3 separate regions of the Zea mays genome follow, and regions 2 and 3 are each linked to region 1. Evidence: chromatin contacts called from public Hi-C data. All regions are on one chromosome and are shown on one strand. Each heading gives the region's core, a stretch centred on a gene start, on an enhancer-like site or on the middle of the called end of the contact. The rest is flanking DNA. Distances are from core to core; before and after follow the strand shown. Region 1 holds the start of LOC103646246 (sialyltransferase-like protein 3). Region 2 holds the start of LOC100281173 (cytokinin-O-glucosyltransferase 3). Region 3 holds the start of LOC100273927 (Serinc-domain containing serine and sphingolipid biosynthesis protein).

What was found. A called contact is a pair of places that touch in the nucleus more often than the background predicts.
Region 2: a contact with region 1 is called in a Hi-C map of leaf, with 2.8 times the contacts expected there. The contact joins the promoter of LOC100281173 here to the promoter of LOC103646246 in region 1. A contact is called at or near these places in 2 of 25 Hi-C or Micro-C datasets (bundle sheath and leaf).
Region 3: a Hi-C map of tassel shows a contact between it and region 1, with 4 times the contacts expected there. The contact joins the promoter of LOC100273927 here to the promoter of LOC103646246 in region 1. A contact is called at or near these places in 13 of 25 Hi-C or Micro-C datasets (bundle sheath, ear, endosperm and 4 more).

Annotation. Positions count from the first base shown.
Region 1 is chr2:31,941,146-31,944,605 of Zm-B73-REFERENCE-NAM-5.0, reverse strand. LOC103646246 (sialyltransferase-like protein 3) reads left to right here and starts at 1,663. Exons shown (of 1, transcript XM_008670973.3): 1 at 1,663-3,410. The coding sequence starts at 1,788. The coding sequence ends at 2,882.
Region 2 is chr2:32,156,743-32,160,202 of Zm-B73-REFERENCE-NAM-5.0, reverse strand. It overlaps LOC100281173 (cytokinin-O-glucosyltransferase 3), which reads right to left and starts at 1,673. Exons shown (of 1, transcript NM_001154092.2): 1 at 1-1,673. The coding sequence starts at 1,513. The coding sequence ends at 98. LOC112136070 reads right to left here. Exons shown (of 2, transcript NM_001361083.1): 1 at 3,169-3,460; 2 at 1,771-2,601. The coding sequence ends at 2,219.
Region 3 is chr2:32,098,589-32,102,048 of Zm-B73-REFERENCE-NAM-5.0, reverse strand. LOC100273927 (Serinc-domain containing serine and sphingolipid biosynthesis protein) reads right to left here and starts at 1,813. Exons shown (of 13, transcript NM_001360496.1): 1 at 1,750-1,813; 2 at 1,382-1,647; 3 at 1,213-1,289; 4 at 684-843; 5 at 341-365; 6 at 115-204; 7 at 1-6. The coding sequence starts at 1,556.

The sequences.
Region 1 (3,460 bases), core at 414-2,913:
CCCGGTTATATACGGGCCCGGGCCGGCCCGTCACGAATAAGTGGGCCGGGCTCGGACAGGAAATTAGGCACGGTGGACTAGCCCGGCACGGCCCGTTTAGCTCTAAGCCCGTTAAGCCCGTTTTTTTACACTAAAACGTGCTTTTCGGCCCGCCTAGCCCGCTTTTCGGCCCGCTTTTTTCGTGCTAAACGGGCCGGCCCGGCCCGTTTAGGCCCATTGCGGGCCGGGCTCGGACAAGAAATTGAGCCCGCGTGCTTAGCCGGCCCGGCCCGGTTTTTTAATCGTGCCTGGCGGGCCGGGCCTAAAACGGGCCGGGCTTCACCGGACCCGGGTCGGACCGGGCCGGGCGGCCCGTTTGGACATCTCTACTTGGTGCTATCGCGGATTCTTTCTTGTGAACTGGTAAATCACTAGAAGGCGGCTGACGGGGACGGGGACGGAGAGGGCAACGCGGTGGGTCAGCCATGACGCGGCGCCGGCGGCTGGGCTGGCCTGGCCTTCCGCGTGGAATTACTACTTGCTCGCTCCCCACGTCTTCCTCGATCGGCAGGCTACAACACGGGAAATTTTGCCCGGTCCATGCACAACCGCTGGAGCAACAGTGAGTCGTCAGTCGCGATTGGCAGAACGGCACCACAAGTTTGGCGCATTTACATACACTTCACCACCATCCAATCCATAGTCAAAAGGTGCTTTGCAACATCAAAATCTGTCAGTAGTCGTCCGCTTAATAGTTAGGGTTCGATATATATACGTAAACTTTTTTTTTGTATATAGGCACCGAACCTTAAAACGTACTGTTTCTGTAGCTCATTGAACTTACCAAGTGGTAACTACATGTCCATATTATCCATGTGTCACTATGTCAGCACCTTGCTATCTACATGGCAAGGCTAACATGAGAATTGACCCTTTTGGGTCAGCAATCAGCACGCCATCTACGTTATGGTGACAAGACTAACATGAGCGCTGATCTCCTTTAGGTCAACATGTCATCCACACTACAGTCACACCCCGCCATTCGGCTTCGTCCATAGATCACATGGGTAAGCTACAGTAAAATCTTAAGTTTATTCTAATCTAGCCTTTCATTATATTTATTAAATATGATGGAGGAGGATATTTGTATCAGGGGCTTTGGTTTTAAGTCTCGCGCTAGGTCATAGAAAACTCAGAACCGGTGCTATAATTAATTATTAGTGGTGTATCTCTTATTATAGTGCTTATTGGAGGGTATCTTGGGTTGGAGATAATTCTGGGGAAAAAAGAAATGGCAATAATAAAGTTCTGCGGATCCAAAGATTCTAGAGCTCCAACATGGGAGTGTAAAAACCCTTTTTAAAAAGGGCGTGTGTTGTGTAAGATGGATCGCTACTGGACTGAAGCAAGGGAATGTCTCAATCTTTCCATCCGACGTGCCGGCAACGACGAAGTTGCCACGTCATCCTTCCACCGTGCCGATCCCCCCTGGCCAAGAAAACACGCGAGCCCGGGGGAGCTAGGCGTCGTTTGGAACCTTCGCTAATCCTATCACCGCGTAGCTTTCCCCCACATGAACCTGGCGCAACTTGCAAGCAGAAAGACGATTAGTTTACGCATCGATCCACCACCACCATCACCACGAGTCCACGACGACTAAGGTCTAATTACAGCCTGCGAGAGCGGACGTGTGCAGCGTTAGATTCATGGTTTATATATATCAGTAAATAAAAAGCGCCCACGCCACGAACACGAGGAAGCTTAATTAGCTTGGTAGCCGGGCACGAGTACGTACGTGTGCTTCCAATATGAAGAGGCGGTGGAGCCACCCGTCGTCGGTCTTGCTCCTGCTGCTGCTGGTCGCCGTCTTCCTACTCCTCACGTTGCTGCGATGTCCCCTGCGCCACGCGCAGCAGGCCTGCGCTGACGACGACGCGGGAAGCTACGCCGTGGACGCCACGCTCGCGGAGCTCGCGGCCGCGGACCCGGCCGCGTCGGCAGTGCTGCGGGCCGCCGAGAGGTTGCTGGAGGGGAACCTGACGAGGGCTCCCCCGGAGCGCCGGGACGCCGCGGTGCGCGGCCTCCGCGAGTGGCTCGGCAGGCAGCGGTTCGAGCCCCAGGTGATGGCCGAGCTCGTGGACCTCATCAAGCGCCCCCTCGACCGGTGGCACTACGGCGTCGGCGCCGGGGCGACGGACAGCGACGACGGGCGGCGGCCGTACGCGTCGTGCGCCGTGGTCGGCAACAGCGGCATCCTGCTGGCGCGGGAGCACGGCGCGCTCATCGACGGCCACGACCTGGTGATCCGCCTCAACAACGCGCCCGCGGGCGCGGGCAGGTACGCGCGCCAAGTCGGCGCCAGGACCGGCCTCGCCTTCCTCAACAGCAACGTGCTGAGCCGCTGCACGACCGCCGGCTGCCGGCACTGCCGCGCCTACGGCGACCGCGTGCCCATCCTCACCTACATGTGCAACGCCGCGCACTTCGTGGAGCACGCGGTGTGCAGCGCAGGCGCGTCGGCGCCGGTGATCGTGACGGACCCGCGGCTGGACTCGCTGTGCGCGCGGCTCGCCAAGTACTACTCGCTGCGCCGGTTCGTGCGCGAGACGGGCCGGCCGGCGGAGGAGTGGGGCACGCGGCACGAGGAGGGCATGTTCCACTACTCGTCGGGGATGCAGGCCGTGGTGGCTGCGGCGGGCGTGTGCGGCCGGGTGTCCGTCTTCGGCTTCGGCAAGGACCCCGGCGCGCGCCACCACTACCACACGCTGCAGCGGGGCGAGCTGGACCTGCACGACTACGAGGCCGAGTACGAGTTCTACCGGGACCTCGAGGCGCGGCCGGAGGCGATACCGTTCCTGCGGGACTCCGGCTTCAGGCTGCCGCCGGTCGTGGTCTACCGGTGACTATTCATTCAAATTAATCAACGGCCGTGTCAGTCAGTGCCGACGTACATACACATACGCCATTGGTTTTTGACAAATTTTGCTACTCAATCAATCAAAACACGTTGTACAAAAGCTAACATGGAACCCAAAGCAACAATACAAACTACAAGGTTTGTAATATCCAAACAAGCAACAACATTAAACCAAAATTTTCAAAAAAAACATTTATTCAATACTCAAATGGTTTTTGCATCCAAATTCCAAACATGACCTTATATTTTCTTTCACAAGGTTAAAAGAACATGGGTATTCTTTCTTGGTATTGGGCCAAAGTGTTGTCAGTTCTTACCGACTTATTTTCTCTCTATCGGTCTATCCGTTTGAATTGGACGTTCTAGCCCATTTATCTTGTCCACGAATTTTGTCGTCCTCATAGCTGTCCGCTCTCTACTAGCCCATCAGCCAACCTAGCATTTTGCGGTTGTAACTGTTGTGATCTATTGCAGTGCTCAGTGACAAATGGAGAAAGCAACAGAGAGAGACAAATGACTGGGACCGTTTCTTTATTGCAGAGATAGTTATATATATATATAGTA
Region 2 (3,460 bases), core at 424-2,923, 220 kb before region 1:
TCCGTCGTCCTTTGTAGTTGAGGAATTCTTAACACAGATTTCCCGCGCGCGTACTTAGTTGCAGATTCCTCGCGCAACCATCTCAAAGCGGGGCATCTCAGGGTTCAACGCATCGCAGGAACCCTTCCAGGCTCTCCGCCGCCGACCCGCCAGGCGCTTCCCACGCGGCCTCCATGGTGCGTGCGATCGCCGCCACCACCCTCCTCATCTCATCACCCTTCGCCGTGTCCCCCATCACCGTCCGCTCGGCCTCGACCACCGCCCTGCTCTCCACCGCGGAGCTCTCCAGGTTCCCGCGCGCCAGCTCCACGCAGACGCCCCACTCGACCGCGAGATTTGCGTTGAAGAACTGCTCGGCGCCCAACGGCCACCCGATCAGCGGCACGCCGCGGGACAGGCTCTCGAGGACGGAGTTCCACCCGCAGTGGCTCAGGAACGCGCCGGTGGACGGGTGCGACAGGATCCGCATCTGCGGCGCCCACCCGCGCGCCAGCAGTCCCACATTCGCCCTCGCCGTTCGCTCCTCGAAGCCAGCCGGGAGCCACTCGGGCCTGAACACGTCCTTCGCGTCGAACCCCAGCGGCGGGCGGAGCGCCCAGAGGAAGGGGCGACCGCTCGCCTCCAGCCCCAGCGCGAGCTCCATCATCTGATCCGCGCTGATGCTGTTCTGCGATCCGAATGATATGTACAGCACCGAGCGCGGCGGGTGCGTGTCCAGCCACCGGATGATGCTGGCGTCGTCCCGCGAGTCTGACGACGGGGCCGTCGGCTCTGCGAGGACTGGCCCGATTGGCCATGGCTGGACGCCGAAGCTTCTCCGGAGCATGTCGAGGCCGGAGGGTTCCAGTTCCCGGACGGTGTTGACAAGGAGAGCGTCGGTCTTGCGGCAGGAGGCGATGACGCGCCGGAAGAAGGCCGTCCAGGGGTCCGCCCCCGTGGCAGAGAGGATGAACCTCGGGATCTGCGTGCGGTGGAGAACGACGTCTGGGAAATCCGGCAGCGGGAACTCGTCGGCGGCCGTAAGGGCGTGCGGGAGGTGCTCCCACACGGAGAAGAACACGGCGTTGCCGAACGCGCCGCCGGGAAGGAACACCGCGTGGGACGCGCCCCGCGCGCGCGCGACTTCGGCCGTCCACCCGAAGAAGGCATCGGCGACGATGCAGACTGGGGAACCGATGCCGGAGACGAACTTCTCGAACGCAGGGCGGAGCGACTCGGAGGCCGTGAAGAAGGTGATGAACTGGTGGATCTGGACATCGGCGAGGGAGTCAGCGCCTGGGGGCAGGCCGTGGTCGGCGGGGACGAACGGGAGCGCGTGGAGGCGCACGGGTGGGGAGGCAGGCGGGAGCGTGAGGGAGCCCAGGAGCCGCGGGGTGGAGACGAGCGTGACCTCGAGCCCTGGGCGGAGCGCGCGGAGGAGGCCAGCCAGGCGGAGGAAGACAGGGACGTGGCCGTGAGCCAGGAAGGGAAAGAGAACAAAGTGTGGGCTCCTCTTCGCTTCCACCGCCGCCATGGCAATTGATGCAGGCAAGAAGCTGCTGGCCAAGTGGATGGGTGGGTGGAGTTGGTTCTACTGCGGAAGTCGCCGGTCGCCGGCCGACGGCCCCCGGGGAGCGATGTCGCTTGTGCTCCGACGCTGCGACAACGCGCTGATCTGCTTTTTTAGAGGCAGCGTCCGTTGGTGGGCGCGACTTCGTGGTTTCATAACTTATTTTTTGGTACGGACATGCCAAGGGGAAGAGAAAGACGACTCAGCAACAACGATCAGAGGCTACAGGTTAACAGCTACAAAGAGCGATTGCATATGATCGATGATTACATATGATCTGCACTGCAGTTCATGTTGGAGAATATTACAGAATTGGCTACCTGACAGGTGTTCCTAGTGTACTTGTAACTCGAGTAAGAATGCACCGACGCATATAGAATTAACTGAACAATGAACATCTGCAGAGAAGAGGAAGCCTTTCTGAGAGACAACGGCATCAGTAAGACCGTCACGTGCCTCAAATGCTTCATGCTAGTCTGAAACCTTTCTGAGACAACGGCATACAATGACACTACGAAACTATGAACCACTATCATATTTCTCCCTACGAAATGCTGACACAAATAATGAATGCAGATTACAAGAACCCTACTAATTACTATCAATACTAGGAAAAGTCAGTAAAAAAATGTGTATTACCTTTGGCTAATCGAACATATTATAAATACATTATGAGTCATCCTTCTTTGAAGAATCATCAGAGGCAGGCGAGGATGCAGAGCTGACCCTCGTCCTATCTTTAGACTCGCTTAACATGACTACAACATGCCGCATTGGTGGTCTCTCGTACGGAGTCAAGCTAGTACATACCAAAGCAATTTTCATGACCTCGATCATATGATCGACAACACTTTGATCTTGTAAATCCATTTTTTTATCGAGGATCCCTGGACCCAAACAATTGTCCTTGATGTAGTTCTTTACCCATGTTACCAGATCGCCTCCTAGTTCCAAGGGTTGCACAGGGGCACGCCCAGTTAGCAGCTCCAGCAGCACGACGCCATAACTATATATATCACATTTCTCAGTAACCTTCATGGTATAAGCATATTCTGGTCAAAACAAGAGGACTAGGTTAGTACTTCACAGTAGGCATCAGCTTGTAGTTTACTAGCACAAAACCGAAAGGACTTAACCAGCAAATGGATGTCTGTGAGCTTCTGGCACAAGGGTGGGATATCAAGTAGATATATGAATAATATTCAGCTCACATTTCAAGATATCAAGTCTTTAAACATTGAAAATCACCAAGATATGGAAACCCCCACAGCAATATATCACCACAATGGTTCGAGGAAAAGTTGCCTAGTTGGTTTTATTAATATAAAATCCAGATGTCAGCATAAGCTTAAAGTTTCCTTGCTGCCATTTTTTGTGGGAAAACCAACATTATAATAATATTTATTGCAAAGTAACGCCCAATGAAGAATAACTCTACCAGCAAACAAAACACTACATAAATTTAGACATTGTCCTGTGTAAAATATATATGGCAACACCCACACCTAGTAGCACTAAGTTTGACCGATAGCTTCAAGTAAAGAGCACAATACACAGATCAGTAGTGAACATGCAACAGAAAGTTCAAAGAACCGGATGTCAAGTAAACTCAGACTCACCTGGTGCTATATAGCCGTATGAACCTGCAATTGCAGACATTGACTTCGAGTATGGCATGTCAATCACCTTTGCTAACCCAAAATCACCAACATGGGCTTCAAAGTTTTCATCAAGTAAAATGTTATTAGATTTGATATCACGGTGGATGATACGAGGCTTGCAGTCGTGATGTAGGTATGAAAGCCCTTCAGCCGCACCAAGTGCTATCAGGAAGCGTGTCTCCCAATCAAGTGAAGAGGATGATTGTCCATGAAGTAGCTCACCAAGACTACCTCTTGACATGTATTCGTA
Region 3 (3,460 bases), core at 564-3,063, 160 kb before region 1:
AACCCACTGAGAATCACATAAGGGTGACACGCCATGGTCAGTTCTAGCTTCAGGACCTGAAGACTGAAGTAACTGCGATGCCACAAGTTCCAACACAACTAGCTCAATCCTTACCATTGATTTGATCCAGGATCTGGCATCCATCGTTTATTGCACCATGATATGAAGTGGAGCATGCTTATGAGCTGGAGGAGGAGAAATATCCTGGAGGGATAATGAAACAGAAGTAACATGTTTACTATAAAAATAAGACCACCATCTAAAATAAACGTAAAATGTTGTTCATTAGGGCTTGAAACATCCCAAATTTGAGCAATGTAAGGACTTTCATTTAACTTACCCGGCACCCAGTCGAGCAACTTCACCTGCAGACACAACAAAATGGTTTTCTTTGAGCGTGCTAAAATTTAAGTATGGATGCATTGGTGGAAAAGTATACCAGGACCAGTACAACAAATTGAAACTTTCATCTTTGTTTATCATATTTTGAACTTTCCAAAGCAAGGAACTGTGAATTGATTGGCCTTGGCATTTCTAAGCATTAATTTCTCATATAAACTAGTTGCTATGAAGTAAAGCAAAATTCCCACTCTATAACTGCTGCACATTCACTTATGCCCAAGATATCTTACATCTACAGCAACGACGTTTGCCACACAGCCACAGTACTGCACAGAACTTACCATAAAATTGGATGAAGATGTTAGGGATGATAAATGGGATGCCGATCGACATGGCATACACAAGAGACTTCAGAATCCAACATCCAGAATGCCACGAATTACGAGCTTCATGGAGCTTGCGAGTTCCAAATGTTGTGGCAAACATCACCCAGAAAAATATCTTAACATTCTGTAAGGAAGTGAACCCAAGGAAACACAGCACGGTCCACAATGTCAAATGTTTAGTAGCTCTGGATTCTGGAACTAGTGCATCTACTATCCTGAATCCTTGACCATGCCCTTTTAGCGTTTTAGACAGGTTGTTCCAACAGATTTTAGGATTTTAGTTCAAATTTGTACAACATACTAGCAACTGGATCCAGAAAACCCCATTCCAAACGGGCCCATAGTTTGGTTAAGGACTCCGAAACACGGTTGTAATTGAAAACATTCTAGGCTTCTAGCTGCATGCCTCGTATATACAGTGAACGGGCCCATCAGTTACATGAGCTGAAACGAACACACACCGTGCTTGTTAGATGAAGGATACGAAGCAGCCCAAGCTTACTCGAAGCACTCCTCCGGACTGGAAGCACTTGGAGTCCCCTGCTCCGCAGACCGGCACATCTGCAGGCGTAATCGTAATCGGTGAGCACAGAATGCGTCCTTCCTCAGGCCACAAATGCGAGAGCTGAATTCTGAAGGGAAGAGGAACTCACGATGCAAGCCGCGGAGCGCCCTTGCCCCGTAGTCCCTGACGAACCAGGCCAGCAGGTTGGTGGCGAAGAAGACGAACCCGTACGCGTACCGCGCCCGCAGCGACTGCCGCCGCCTCGCGCCGTACGCGCCGCCGTCTCCGCACGGCTCCGCTCCAGCTGCCTTGATCACAGTCATATCCCCGCCTGCTCAGTCCCGCCGTCGTTGCTTCGTAGTTCCCGGGGTAAAGCGCGGCCTCGCCTCTCCCCGTCGGTTCAGCGCTGGGTTCCTGCGCGGAGCAGCAGCCAGCAGGGAGGGTTAGGGTCGCCGCGGCAATGCCCTGCAAAATTCGGACGCGGAACAACGGAAGTGAAGGGAAACGGGAATTCACGGCGGCGAGCTGCTCCGGGTCCGGTGTACGGTGGTGCGGAGGAGCGCCTGCCTCGTTCGCTTTTGCGCCTTTTAAAGCCGGGCGCAGCGGGCAGGCTGTGTTGCATTGCAGGCTGCAGCCGTGGATTTTTATGTCTTTTTAAAAACTATTTCTTTATCTTAGCTGCGATAGAGAAATAGGGCCGGTTTCACTTTTGACTTTGGCTTTTGCCCCCCTAAAAACCAAAACCTAACCCCCTAAAAACCAAAAGCTAACCAAAGTGCTGGATTCAGGAAGCATCTTTTTTTAAAAGCCGACTTTCTCGTAGTTTAAATCTAAAAGCAACTCTGGACCTGCTTTTAGTGGCTTTTTAGATGGAACTATGAAAACATATATCGATGAATTTTTAACGACTTTTAGTGGTTTCCACTAACCGGTTTTTAGCTTTTTAATAGCTTACAGCCTACAACAGCTTTTTTCACAGCTCACAACCTATAACAACTTTTTTCACAGCCACAGCCCAACCAAACTGAACCTAAAACTATTTTCAAAACTACCGATCATACTAAAATTTCTCTATCGCAGCTAAACAACGTCAACACCGGCGGTCCCTAAACTGGTCCTATTTATTTACCCTCTAAATTATATAATTTAGTTTAAATAATTTAATAGATAAACAAACAACATAGATTGTTGAGTGGATTATGTAATATAAATATCTAGATTATAATATCTATATGCAGGTCAATAAATGATTATATAATCTGTAAGGTAGATTATATAATACTAGGGAGAAACAAACAAGACCTTATTCTTAACTTATTCAAGGGTGTCAAGTTGATCTCTAAATTCTTAGAATAGTTGGGTCTTATTCTTAACTTATTCAAGGGTGTCAAGTTGATCTCTAAATTCTCAGAATAACTAATTAGATCTCTAAACATCGGTTCATGATGTCATTTTAGCCAAAATTGTTGTGAACATGACTTGGTTAGCTGACATGGTCTTACCATCGTGTTGTCCACGTGCAACGGCATCTTCGGAGCAAGGCTCGTCGAGGACGAGGAGGTGGCCATGCGGCAAGGCCGTGCCGCGTGGACGACACGGTGACAAGGCCACATTAGCCAATTAGATCATGTTTATAGTTGATTGGACTAAAATGATACCTGAACAATGTTTAGAAATATAATTGGCTACTCTGAGAGTTTAGGGACCAATTTAACAAACCTAAACAAGTGTAAAGACCGACAACATATTTTACTCAAAGGGGAATTATATTGTTTGTTTCTCTCCTCTTTCCCAGTGTTTTATCACCCTCAACAAGCACCACTACCCATCGATATATGGAGCTAGTCCTAAAGCTTTCTATTAGTTTATTAGTTATAATATTTAGTTTTAATTATGATTTTCCTTTTTAAAAAAATACACGTCCAGGCGACCGTTGGGGGTCACGGGCTCGGGCCGCTCTTATTTAAAGCCGAACCGGGGTGTCCGGGACGGGACTGGGGGACTGCGGTGCGCTCGTTTTTCTCCAAGAAATCACGTTTTGACGCCACGGACGCTTGTCCTACCGTGCAATTAAGGGAAACACACGATCGAGCAGGCAGGTTCGTTTGCCCGGACGAAATCACGAACACGAAGCGCACCGACCTGGTACCTGGTGATTGTGCCTTTGGCTCGTCCAGTCCGTTAGATAGGGCAAGTTTCTTGGGGTTTGGTGAGGAAAAGGTCGCGC